2 separate regions of the Mus musculus genome follow, and region 2 is linked to region 1. The links are chromatin contacts, called in public HiChIP or PLAC-seq maps. All regions are on one chromosome and are shown on one strand. Each heading gives the region's core, a stretch centred on a gene start, on an enhancer-like site or on the middle of the called end of the contact. The rest is flanking DNA. Distances are from core to core; before and after follow the strand shown.

Region 1 (6,457 bases), core at 2,289-4,788:
AGCTAAAGGGATGTCCACAGAAATTTTATTTAGAATTTCCACTTTTATTGAAAGTTAGATTGTTTTCATACAATATATTCTGATCACATGTTCCCCTTCTCCCACACACACCCTAACCCTCTCCCCACCTCCCCATACCCACAGGATTCTTTTTTGAGATGGTTTGGTTTGACATGTTTGTTTTTATAAACAGGGTCTCGTGTAGGCCAGGCTGGCCTCAAATTCACATGGCTACTGAGGCTAGCCTTGACCTCATGACTGACCAGCCTGCTTCTACAAGCCTCCACACCTCAGTTTGGGACTGGGTAGTTGTGCACAAATACAAGGGCATGTCTTTACCCTTAAAACTGACAGACAGACCAAGACTGGCATCACAGAGACCCAACGTTAACCAGCAGTCACCAAGCTCATCCTGTATGTTTGGGGCACGCAGGTTGGTGCTACATTTAAACTCCAGGGCAGCTGCTCTAAAACTGTCCTAGCCAAAGCCTGTGTCATAGAAACACCAGACAGGTCCAGCCACTGAGAGAGTGCTGGAGTGGGGGAGGAGAGAAGAACCTCTTTTTACTGTGTTCCTGCCCTGTGGGATGACACTTATAACCACCTCCAGGGCAGCAGCTGGGATCCCCTCCCCCACTGGAACCAGCATCCAGCAGAGCCTGGAGCTGCCCTGGGGAAAGGGGGGCTGCCTGCCAAGGATCTGCCCACCTGGGGCCACCGCCAGGGCCCGGCCCGAGCCCGGGGCCCAGTCAGACTCTGCAGTCTGTACACAACCTGAAACAAAGTGGGCAAAAGGCTGTCCTTGAGTCCACATGCCTTAGTTCTTACTCTGCTCATCAAGAAATAACAGGAAATAAAGTAAGAAAATGAAAGAATCATAAACTGTTTACAAGAGTAGCTCCTCTCCCAATTCTTGTTCACAGGTGTGTCTACACCATGGGGTCCAGCCAATAGGAAGACTGGGTTGCCTGTTGACTGGATCCCATCTCATGGAAGCATTTGTTTATCCACTAAGCATTTGCTAAACCTGCCCTAGCAAATAGAAAGAGCCCAGCTTGGAGGGAGAAGGGGAACCAGCCATTTTAAGTAAACAAGAAGGCTTCAGATGGTGCAGCATGCTTTGAAGGAAGTAACTGGGAGAGGACAGAAAGTACCTGGTTGGGGGCAGGGAAAGGACCCATTTCAGATCAGCTGACACTGAAGGCTGGCCTGAGAAGTCAGAAGAGATGCAGCTCCACACACAAGCCCCGAAGCCTCAAGTGCAAAGTTGGAAATGGGAAGCCCTGAGGGAAGGTTCTCAGTGTGCCTGGACTGCGCAAGCTAGGCACCTACAGAGCTGGGCCTCCCCCAGCCAGGATCCCGGAGCTCTGCAGACCTCGGGATGCAACCTAAAAGGCCACTTCTGTCAACTGGAATGCCTTAATGAGCCTGACAGGGCAATCTGCGGAGCCTGACCTGCATGCACACAAGATCATCTACTTTAGTAATTTTGAAAAAGTCATGGGTGTGGAGAGGGAGTGGCAGAGTAAGTGGGTCAGGGTCTTCTGTGGCCCAGGCTGGCCTTGAACTCCTGATTTTACTCCAGCCTCCCCAGCACTGGGATCTCAGGCAAGACCACCACACTCAACAGCTGTTTTGTTTTTGAGCTGGTTTCAAATAGCTCATACTGACCTTGAACTCCCCATGAGGCTGGCCTTGAATTCTTCCTGCCCCCAAATCCCAAATGCGGAGAGTACCAGAATTACCACAGTGGGGATTAAGACAACCCCCAGAAGACAGGGTTTCAATGCACAGCCCTGACAGGCCTGGGATCTGTAACCCTTCCTCTGCTCACCAGCAAAGGCTAGGCCAGTTTCAAATTTCAACTAAATTTCTCTTGGAGACTACATTGCACTGTGCAGTTTTATCAGTTTATTTCTTCTCTCTCCCCTCCCCCTCCCCCCCACCCCTTGGTTTCTCAGTGTAGCCCTGGCTGTCCTGGAACTCACTCTTGTAGACCAGGCTGGCCTCAAACTAAGAAATGCGCCTGCCTCTGCCTCTCATGAGCTGAGATTAAAGGCATGAGCCACCACTGCCCAGCTTATTTCTATTCTCTAAAACGATTTAAAAAAGCTAGCTCAATTATAGAAAGTACACATGTAAATTTTAAATGTCAATATTGCATAAACAATGGAAATTTGACTGCTACTCAGGAAAGGCAGCCTATTATTTTTGGAGTAACAAATTTGGTCACTTTAGGAACTAAGTCCTGGGACTGCAAAGATGACTCAGGTTCACAGCTCTGGCTCTTCCAGAGGACTTTAGTTCAATTCCGAGCACCCACAAGGTAGCTTGCGACTGTAACTCCGACTGGAATCTAACATCCTTACACAGACATACAGGCAGGCAAAACACCAATGCACATAAAATGAAAATTAATTAAAAAAATTCAATCCCAGGGTGGAGAGATGAAACCTTCTGCAGAGGAGCCCCCAAGTTAGGTGGCCCACAACCAGCGGCTCCAGGAACCCAGCGGCCGCCCTCTCTGGCTTCTGCAGTCAAACCCCGTACCAAGGAACTAGCGAGTTCCAAACCAGTCAGAGATACAAAGGGAGAGGTGAGATCCTGTTTGAAGAAACCTCCAAACCTAAGACACACCCAAAGAAAAGCACTACCCCCACCACCATCAACAACAAAATGTTTGAATGATCTGGGCCGTCCAGTTCCTTTCTGGAACCAAAACCAGCTAATATTGATATTGACGTTTATCACTTAACCCCTCTCCCTGATTTCGAAATGAAGTCTGTTCCACTCAGCCGAATTTAAGGAGAGGTGTGAGGGAATGAAGGCGGTGTGCGTGGGGGCTGGGGAAGAAGGAGTTGAAAGGGGCGGGGTGCGGCGGGGTACAGAGGCAAATGTAGATCGCTGCTACATTGAGTTTGGGACCGGGACCAGGTATCGAGGCCCGGGCTCCCAGACCCAAAGAAAGCAGGAAGAAACGCAGCAAAGAGGGAGGGAAGCCGACAGAAACCGGAATGCCCACGGGAACAAACTCAACAGTGACCAGCTGGAATCCACCGCGGACCATAGGAGGCAAGGCGCCTGGCGCGAGGGGCCAATAGGAGGACGAGCCGAAAGAGGGGCGCTGCAAGGCCAACCCGAGGACCAGCAAGACTGGGGGCGGGGCCTCTGGGACGAAGCCAATGACTGGGAGAGCGGCCTGGGACGCGTGGCCAATGGCAGGGCGAGCTGGGTTGGGGCGTGGCCCCTGGTTTGAAGCCAATGGCAGGGAGTACAGCTTGGGCGAGGCCAGTGGGAGCTCGAGGGTGGGGGAGGAGCCAGACCCGGAAGACAGTGGGGGCGGGGAGCCGCGATGACAACCTGTCAAGTCCACTTCGGGACGAACTAGGTCACGCGCTTCTTGTAGCTCCGGCGCCCCCGCCCCGCGAGGCCCTGCGGGTGGCCCCGGGGCCGGGCCGCACCGCTTCCTCTTCCTGCCCGCGGGGGTGGGGGCGGGGCGGACACCTGCCGTTCGCCGGCCCGCTCCAGCCTTCGGGCTGCCGAAGGTCTCCTAGCCTTCGGGCCAGTGCCCGCCGATCCTCCGGGAGCCAGGTCCGCGATCTCCGGCGCCCGCCGTGGGCTCGGGAAAGCGCACAGCGCACTACTTGTCGCGGAGGGATCCGGCCCCTGAGTTACCTGTTCTCCACTCGGAGCTGACCTCGGTCCAAGGGCCCGCAAGTCCGCCTCACCGAGAAGTAATACAGGTTCGGATCCGCGCCGCCGACCTCACAATGGCGCGGGCGTCCAGCCACTGTCACGCAGCATCCCGTGCGATTATTCGCCCAGAGCCTCACTGCTTAGGGGACCACGGCGGGGCCCTTCTCCCTCTCGCTCATTCAGAAGATGAGAACGTCCCCGCACGACACAACGACGCTGTTTTAACAATACCCAACTAACTCTGCTCTTCCAAACTGCACACACTTAAAGGTGACATGGCCACAGACGCTGGGTTGCAATACTACGCTGGAATTCTGCACTAATTATTTAAAAGCTTTCTTACAGTACTACAGCGAAACGACCGGTTACAAACCTTTCATTTTCGTTCGAACACCGTACTCTAACCAATGGATATTTTGTGAATACTTCTATTCAGTATCTCTAGATTTTTAAAAAAAAAAACCCAAATGTAAAGAAAGACATTACCAAATGAGTGGTTCATCAGTGAAATAATTTGTTTTGCCTTTACATTTTAGCCTTTTTGGAAGGCACATTATTTGCAGTATACACAGATATAAATTTTGTACATTTAAAATAGCCTGTATAGCCTTTTTGTCGTTCTTTCTTGAAGCCCCTCCCACTCTGAAGATTCTTTCGCTTCTATTAATTTTAAGTCTGGTTAAAAAAATAGTGCTTGAGGCCATCCTGGTCTACAGAGTGAGTTCCAGGACAGCCATGGTTAAAAGAGAAACCCTGTCTCAAAAAAACCAAAACAAACAAAAAAAAAATAGTGCTTAAATTAAACATAAAAACAATTAGCATTTACATTTGAATAATGCTTCTTCATGTTTATTACCATGTACATTACTAGGAACTGGAAGTCCAATCTTGTAAAAAATTAAAATTCAAGACAGGCCTTTATAGTGAGGTTATTGTCTTTTCATTATAACTCATTTTTTACAGCCAGCTAATTTTCCAGAGGGAATTACTGTTCCTATCTTTAGTCAATTTGGTTAAGAATTCTTTGCCTTTAAATATATAAAAATGTTTGTGTATGATTTTATTTTTCTGTGAGAGCATTAAGGTTAGAGGACAACTTGTGGGCATGCTATTCTTTTACCTAGGAATGGAACGCATTTCCACCCTGTGACAGGGTCTCATGTATCCTTAGATAGCCTGGAACTCACCTGTATAGATCACATTGACTGAAATTTCAGAGATTCCTCTGCCCCTCTATTCCTGGGATTAAAGGTGTACAACACTGCCACCAGCATTAAAAATTGTCTTTATACGTCTCTGGTTTTTTTTTTTTTTTTTTTTTTTTTTTTGGTTTTTCGAGACAGGGTTTCTCTGTATAGCCCTAGCTGTCCTGGAACTCACTTTGTAGACCAGGCTGGCCTCGAACTCAGAAATCCACCTGCCTCTGCCTCCCAAGTGCTGGGATTAAAGGCGTGCGCCACCACGCCCAGCACGTCTCTGTTTTTACATTACCTATATGTAACTGTCCACTGAGGCCAGAAGAAAGTCGTGGATCCCTGGAGCTTGGGTTAATTCCAAAAGGTTGTACGCCAGCTTTTGGTACTGGGAAGTGATCTTGGGTCCTTGGAAGAAGCAGCAAGCACTCTTAACCCAGGAGACAGCCTCCTGGCCACACCTCCCTTTTGTTTTTAATTTCCAAGATTTTGAAGTCTTTTCCCATTGAAGGCTGTTTAATTCTTCCATCTCCTTGGGAATAGAACCCAGAACTTGCCCATGCGCAGTGCGCTGGTCATTCTTTACTGTCAGTTAATATTAAGCAGACTATACAACTACAAAGGTTTTCTTCCTTCAACAAAAAAAAAATACACCTTGATATTAGCAATAAGCAAAGTCAACAGTGTCAAAAACATGAGTATGAACTCCTGTCATGGACTTATCCCATTGGTATTACAACTTATGACTTATCCCATAGGTATTACAATAGGAAGTCATGTTAAACTTCTGACAACTTGCTGTCCATGCTCTGCTGGTACTCTCTCCAGCTCTTCATGACTTTTCTTGCCTTCTTCCCCTGATCAGAAGTGAGATGTTAATTTGTGATCTCCTATAACAAGATGACCAGTGTGTTCTTTTCTGCACCCATAAGTCTCAAGAACTCTTGTTTTCTTTCTTCATTGCCCAAGTCTGCTGCCTCCCAATTGCTAGGTACAAGATTACCGCCGGGGGAAGCTGAACGCTTCACCTCGTGCATGCATATGAGACTCCTGGGCAGCACTCATGGCAGCTGGGATCCCGTCGGGGGAAGTGCCAAACATATCCTGTCGCAGTTTTCCTCAAATGTAACACCAGCAGCCCTCACCCAGCAAGCAGCTGGCCCAAGCAGCGCCACTCCAGAACGCAGAGCCCCTCCGGGCCTTCTCCAGCACAGTCCTTTTGTTTTATTTCTGAGATAGGGTCTCAGATACCCAATGATGGCCTTGAATTCAGTATGTATCCTAGGCTGGCCTCAAGTTTTAGAGACTCCTCTGGCCTCAGACTTCTGTATTGCTGAGATAAAGGCCTATGCCACTAGGCACAGCTTATTTTTCTTAAACGTTTTAATGCAGTGTGTCATTTTAAAACTGGCCAATCACGTAAGAAAAACTACTTGGTGTGAGCAAGGAAGAGCTGCCTCCCACCCCCTTGCCAGCTGCTGCAGGAGGGAGGGCAGCCCTCTTGCCTAGGCAGCACCTCCCTTGAGAGCTGGTAGAGCTGGCGCTGGTGGTGTGCTGGGGAGTCAGGC
Region 2 (6,457 bases), core at 996-3,495, 270 kb after region 1:
TGCCATTGCAACCTTTGAAAATTCACTATGTTCATAAAAGTCCTGCCTCCAAATCCAGTGATAATGGAAGCTGGGCACCATTCTGTGGGGGCTTAGTTAGGCCCCTGACCTCTGACATCTATATAGTGATCAGTCTCTGAACTTCATTAGGAGGAGTGGTTTTGCATGCTGAGTTGACAAATTGGGCTTTCTCATTTTTTTTTTCAAAGCAGAGATTAGGTTTTTAACCTTGTTAAGTCCCTCATCTAGGAAGAACTGACAGTGTTCTCTTTGCTTTCCTGCCATCTGAAACTCAGCAGCGTTTGGTGGGCTGCACCACTTAACCTATCCTCATTCACGGAGGGAATTGAAGCCCCTTATTAACAGGAGTCACTGTCAAAGGGCAGGCGAGCGCTCGGATTGGGGCAGTGAGAACCTCGGCAGTGGCAACAGCTAGAAGAGAATAAAGATGTCAGAGATGGGGAGTCAGGGATGGGAATGTTAAAAACATATTTAATCTGTTTAAAATTTTACTTACTTATTTTTATGTGTATAGGTGTTTTGGAAAATATTAAATAGGAACAGCAAGTTCCCGAGTTATACGCAGCTACTCTCTGCCCGAGGTCTCCCTGCCTCTAGGCTAGCCTCTGTGCGGTGGTCTTCCTAGCTCCAGTTCTCCCACCTCAGAGCCACTGGTACCTTCTCAGCCATCCACTCCCTGTGGTTGGTGGTCCCAAATTCCAGTATCCAAGTAAATCAAAACTCTAGAAGCTTATAATTAAATAGTCAGATTTATATATCAATAAATTCCCACTTCACAAGATGCCACACAATAATTTCAGACCCATAGATGATACAAGCTGCCCACCTAGATTAGACAAGTTACCCCAATTATTCTATCCCTATATGATATTATAGCTACCTGTGGTTATTTAAAGCCTCATGGAATCTGAATTGTCCCGTTCATCTTCCATCTTTCCCCGTCTCCTGTGTCACTCCCTGTCTTTGCAACTCTTAGCTTTGCCTCCCCTTTCCCTGTTCAATCCCAGGCTTCTTGTTGTATTAATATTTAAAATAATTGGACAGGGAAAATTCTGCTACATAGGGGTGTTTTGCCTGCATGTATATCTATCCATCATGTGTGTGTGGTGCCTGCAGAGGTCAGAAGAGGGCATTGGATTCTCTGGGACTGGAGTTACAGATGGTTTCTCAATTACAGAGCCATCCTTTCATCCTCATCTTTTTATTTTGTAGTTTATGTGTGTGTGTTTGTGTGCACGTGGGTTTGTGCACTCGTGAGTGCAGAGCCCTGCACAGTCCAGAAGAGGATATCGAGTCCCTTGGAACTGGATTTATAGGCAGTGCTGAGCCACCTGAGATGGATACTGAGAGACAAATTCAAACCCTCTGCAAGAGTGGTGTGTGCTCTGAACCACTGGGCATCTCTCCAGCCCCAAACCACGGTACTGTTGGCTGCAGTTCTTATGGGAGAGCCTTGCCAGAAACACAGTTGAAGACGCTAGGGCAGACGTGTGGGTGTTGAGGTAGGTGCAGGCCTCAGTCACCCTGGACCACTCACTCACCCAGTGCTTGCTTTTGTGCTGAGAGGTTTCTGTTTGCAGAGGTCTCATTTACAAGACTGGTTTGAGGATGTGTGTGCTGAAGTGGCTTCAGGAGAGATGGATCTGGAGCTGGCCTGGCTTGCACCAGACTCATATTCCATAGTGCAGGAGAGAGAAAAAGAGGAAGAAGGGAGGATAGGTAAGAAGAGTGGAGAGAGGGAGGGAGGGAGGGAGGGAGGGAGGGAGGGAGGGAGGGAGGGAGGGAGGGCAGGCAGGCATCAGGGCTGAAGCAAGCCTGTGATCCAAGGGGCTACAGGCTGGATGTGGACATGGAGAGGTGGAAGCTGAGCCCCATGCAGCCTGGCAGGAGATGGGATTGAGGTCTGGGGAATAGTCATGTGATAGACTGCATTGTCTTCCTAGGGATCCTCAATTTGACATCAGGAATGCTTACAGGGTCCTGAGGGCTTCCATCAGGGCCTGGCTACTGGAACTGTACTATCAGTAAATCTGTCCAGGCCTCACTTGTGTCTGTCTGTTGAAGATTTTGTGTAGTCTTGGCCTCATTGTTTGAAGGTTTTTTGTTTTTTGTTTTTTTCCTATTTTTGCTTTGAGGATGTTGTGCAAGGCTTAGGCTGAGGAGAGTGGGGTGAGCATAGCAGTAAAGAGAGAGGGCAGTGAACAGCACTGTGAATAGGGCGGGGTGGAGGGGGCGAGTTCCCTGTGCTCACTGCATCCTGGGGAGTTGCCAACAGCTCAGACTAGGTGCCTTCTCGGATGAGGGCTTGCCAGCAGAGGGGCCTGAGGTAGCATTTGCTGCTGTTCTTTCTTGAGCTGGATCTTACTGTGTAGCCCTGGCCGGCCTGGACCTCTCCATGCCTCTAACTCACATAGCTTTACCTGCCTCTGCTCTCCTGATGCCGAGATTAAAGATGTGGACCCTTACTCCTGGCCTGTTATTTCTAATTAAATGAAATTAAATATAGCCTTAATATTTTGGCTTGGTTAATTAAATGCAAGAGAAAATACAGGAAAGCTCCCGGACCCCACCCACAAATGCACACATACAGTCAGGTGCTCCTTAAGGAAGTGCTGGCCAGCGCTGGCCTGGACGGGACACAGGCTTTGGAATGTTTTAGTTGGTGTAAGTGAACTTGCTTGCTATGCTGTCACCTGAAGTGAGGTTCTCAGATGACAGCTGTCTGTGATGACACCTTTCGGGCTCAGTCTCAGCCCCTCCTTCCTGTTCCTTCCTCTGGTGGATATTTTCTGCCTAGATTCTAGTGTTATGTTTCATCGTTATGTCCTATGTATAAAGGTCCACTGTGCTGTGAATTTTAAAAGCAATTTTGTTCAACGTTTCAACATTATCTTAAAAAAACCTCTTCAGTGTTGTCTTTAGTTTCTATAACTGCTAATGTATGCAGTTCTGAAGCCAAGTCTAGTGAGACTATAAAACTTCGTCTCCTTTTGTAGACTCCTCTTGCTTCAGCCTCCCCGTGCTGGGATTGCAGACATAGGTTATTACATCCAGCTAACATTTTAGCAACACAAATATTTTCCAGTTTTTCTATTTTACAGAACGGGTGCCCTTGCTCACCTGCCCGAGCAGGGATCCAAGCTGCTCTGGTTGTGTGGCTGCTCTGCTGCCGGCTTCTCAGGAATCCAGTTTTGGTCTCTGCCTACTGGCAACTCCAGCGAATGTAAAGTTACCTGGCTTTTAGAATTTGATTTCTGTGCTTAGTGGTAAACCTGAGCACCATTCCTTAGCTGTTCATGCTTTTTTCCATTTTTAAAATTGCATTTTTGGTAAGTTTTGTGTTGTGGGGACACTAGGCATCATGTACTGATTTGTTACAGCTATTATTCCTATTTTTGTGACTATTTGTTTATCTTTGTGATGTTTGTGTGTACTAACCACTGAGCTACATTCCTAGTGCACTGTGACATTTTTAAAGTGTGAAATTTTAGATTTTGATAGAGTCAAACATTGCAATATTTTTCAGCTCATAATGTTGCTATTTTTTAAAGTGCACTCCAATTCCAAAGGAATTGTGTATTTTCTGAGTTAAGTTTTGAATACGTGTGAAAGATAGCTAGCTGATTTTATTTCTAAGTCTAGGCCAGTTCCCCACTGCTCCGCACCAGTGATCAACAAGTGCACTCCCATTTGACACTCCTTTTTCTGTCACACCGTGGTCACATTTATGCTTGGTAATATTGTTCTGGAGACAGGATTTTACCAAATAGCTCAGAACTGTCAATCTTCTGCCTCAGCCTCCAGCGTGCTGGGATTACAGATGTGAGCCACCATGCCTGCTCATGCTTAGGAACATTTGGTCTTTATTTTCTTCATTGATGTGTTTACCTGTCTCTGCTCCAGGAATGCAGTTTGAACCCCATTTTGTGTTATACAGTTTTCTCTAGTGGGTTTGATGTTTTCCCTCCCTCCCTCCCTCCCTCCCTCCCTCCCTCCCTCCCTCCCTCCCTTCCTTCCTTCCTTCCTTCCTTCCTTTTTTTGGAATGATTTGGCTTTTCCTTTAGACTGTAAATTTTAGAATCAGTTAGATAATTATAAAAAACTAATAGGAGGTATTGATTTGAGATACTCTTTTTATGAGCTAATTTAGGATTTTTACATTTAATTTGATATTCATGAATAAGAATTGAGTCTTCATTTCCTGTTCATGAAGGCAGTTCAGGTGTTGCCATTGTTCATTCATGTCTTGTGAGTTTTTCAGAAAAGTTTTATCTTCTTTAACTTCTTCCACATGCTTTTTTGGTTAGATTTATCTTTAGCAGTTTTTATGTTTTATTGTGTGTAAATTTATTTTTAAAATCAAACTTTCGGACTAGTTCTTGCTAGCCACATAAGCATACTCTCGGGGACTGCAGCAGCTGAGAGCGTGTACTGCTCTTTGCAAGGATCTGAGTTCAGATCCCAGTACTCATGTTAGGCAGTTTACTGTAGCTGCCTGTAAGCCCAGCTCTAGGGAATCCTATGCCCTCTTCTGGACTCTGTGAGCATCTGCAAACACACATGCACATTCCTACATACAAATGCAGGTACACATGCATAACTTGAAATCAAATAAATCATAACATTTTTGAGAGTTGTAAGTTATTTTGCATGCAGCAACATTTGTTTGATAGTCTACAATTAAACCCTCCCTCCCTCCTTCTCTCCCTCCCTCCCTCCCTCCCTCTCTCCCTCCCTTCCATCCTCTCTCTCCCCTGACTGTTTTTGTGGTATATGTGCTGTGTGGATGTGAGCACCTGTGAATGCCTGTGGACAGAGGTTGATGTTCATGTCTTTGTTCATTGCTCTGCATCTTAATTTTTGAGACAGTATCATTCTCTTACCTTGGAGCTTATCAACTCTGCTAGGCTGCCTGGCCAGCCAGTGAACTCCTGTTTCTGCCTTCCCAGCACTGGGACTCTGCATACATAAGTCCCTGCTCGGCCTCTACATGGATGTGGGCGAGCTAACCTCTGTTCTGTTGCTTGCACAGCAAGCGCCTTACTGATTGGGCCATCACCCGGCCCCATCTGCAGGCAGGCCATTGCATTGCTTGCAAATAATGGCTCTTTGGCTAATTCTAATCTAATTCTAATTCTGATTCTGGTCTTCATTTTGCTTCCTTATTGTGGCTGTTTGTAGTATTTGCTCGTTCTTTTGGAACATTTCTTTCTTTATTGTATGTGGGGTGCACATGCCACACTATGCATAAGGAGAGAGAGGACATTGTCCAAGAGTCAGTTCTCTTTGTCTATCACGTGGGTCCCAGGGATTGAACTCGGGTCATCAGGCTTGGTGGCAGGCACCTTTACCCACCGAGACATCCTGCTGGTCTATGGGTATGTGTAGGGGTGTTATGTCAGCTAGAACTTCTATTAAAACAGTAATTAGAACTTTGTCTTACTGACTTTGAAGAGAACACAGTATTAGTGTTTCATTAGTGGTTCTATACAGGTGTTTATGGCCGTGCTACTCCAGGTTTAAACAATGTTCTAAGAGCGGTGTCCAGTGACACACGTCTGGAATGAGCCATTGGGAGGCAGAGGCAGCAGGACCAGGACAGTTTGTCTTCTTCATGTTGATTATATACATTTATTACTTTCTGAACAGAAAACTTAAGACAATGATTTAAAATAATAAGACATGATGTATTCTAGACACTTAATTGTTTTTCTAAAGGCAGTTGTTTAATTTGACTCCTACAGTTCTGCTGTGATGGTTTGACATTCTTAGTATTTCTAACTATTTTATCTTAACTCCAAATGTGCTAAACAAACAGTTACTCTCTGTGTACTTGAAGCCTTACTTTAAGGAAACACTCCATGACTACATAAAACACACATACAGAACACGTTTTAATATTTGCAGAACACAAGAAGCCTGTTCAGACACTTGGATTTTGTTTCTTTGCTCATACTGAGGTCCACCAAAAAGCTAGTTAGCAAGATTCCATTCACTTTAGCAGTGCCAAGGATGGCCCCACCAACGTCCACTAAACAAACTACGGACATGCTCAGCAAAGCTTAATGCCTGGAAGCATGATTGAAAAATATATGGCTCACACTTTTAATCCCAGCACTCGGGAGGCAGAGGCAGGCAGATTTCTGAGTTTGAGGCCAGCCTGGTCTACAGAGTGAGTTCCAGGACAGCCAGGGCTACACAGAAAAACCCTGTCTCAAAAAACAAAAACAAACAAACAAACAAAATATATAAACATGAAGAGGGTCATAAAGAGTTTTTACTGTGCAGCTTTCCTCAGAGGAAACAATACCCAAAAGAGAAGTAACAACAAACTAGTTACAAGGAAACAGTCTGGGAGCTGGGCAGGATAACCCAGCACTATAATCCAATCAGGAGGCTGAGGCAGAAGGATGGAGAGCTTGGGCCAGCCTGGACC

What was found. HiChIP or PLAC-seq counts read pairs in DNA pulled down with a chosen protein or histone mark.
Region 2: an H3K4me3 HiChIP or PLAC-seq map of forebrain shows a contact between it and region 1, with 4 times the contacts expected there. The contact joins the enhancer-like site here to the promoter of 1700096K18Rik in region 1. A contact is called at or near these places in 2 of 39 promoter capture datasets (3T3-L1-derived adipocytes and cranial neural crest), 2 of 484 Hi-C or Micro-C datasets (cortical neurons and ventral hippocampal neurons) and 6 of 115 datasets of contacts at active chromatin or transcription factors (the 230-238 cell line, astrocytes, craniofacial prominence and 3 more).

The regions. Positions count from the first base shown.
Region 1 is chr5:25,526,480-25,532,936 of GRCm38.p6, forward strand. 1700096K18Rik (RIKEN cDNA 1700096K18 gene) reads left to right here and starts at 3,539. Exons shown (of 1, transcript NR_027388.1): 1 at 3,539-4,987.
Region 2 is chr5:25,799,691-25,806,147 of GRCm38.p6, forward strand. All of the region lies in intron 2 of Actr3b (ARP3 actin-related protein 3B), which reads left to right. Among named protein-coding and RNA genes, the nearest start is that of Gm42237, 31 kb to the left of the region's middle. Within about 2 kb of position 2,246, at least 16 of the 459 cell types and tissues checked have an H3K27ac peak or open chromatin away from gene starts, as enhancers often do. A contact at or near this core is called in cortical neurons and forebrain, where this site is marked.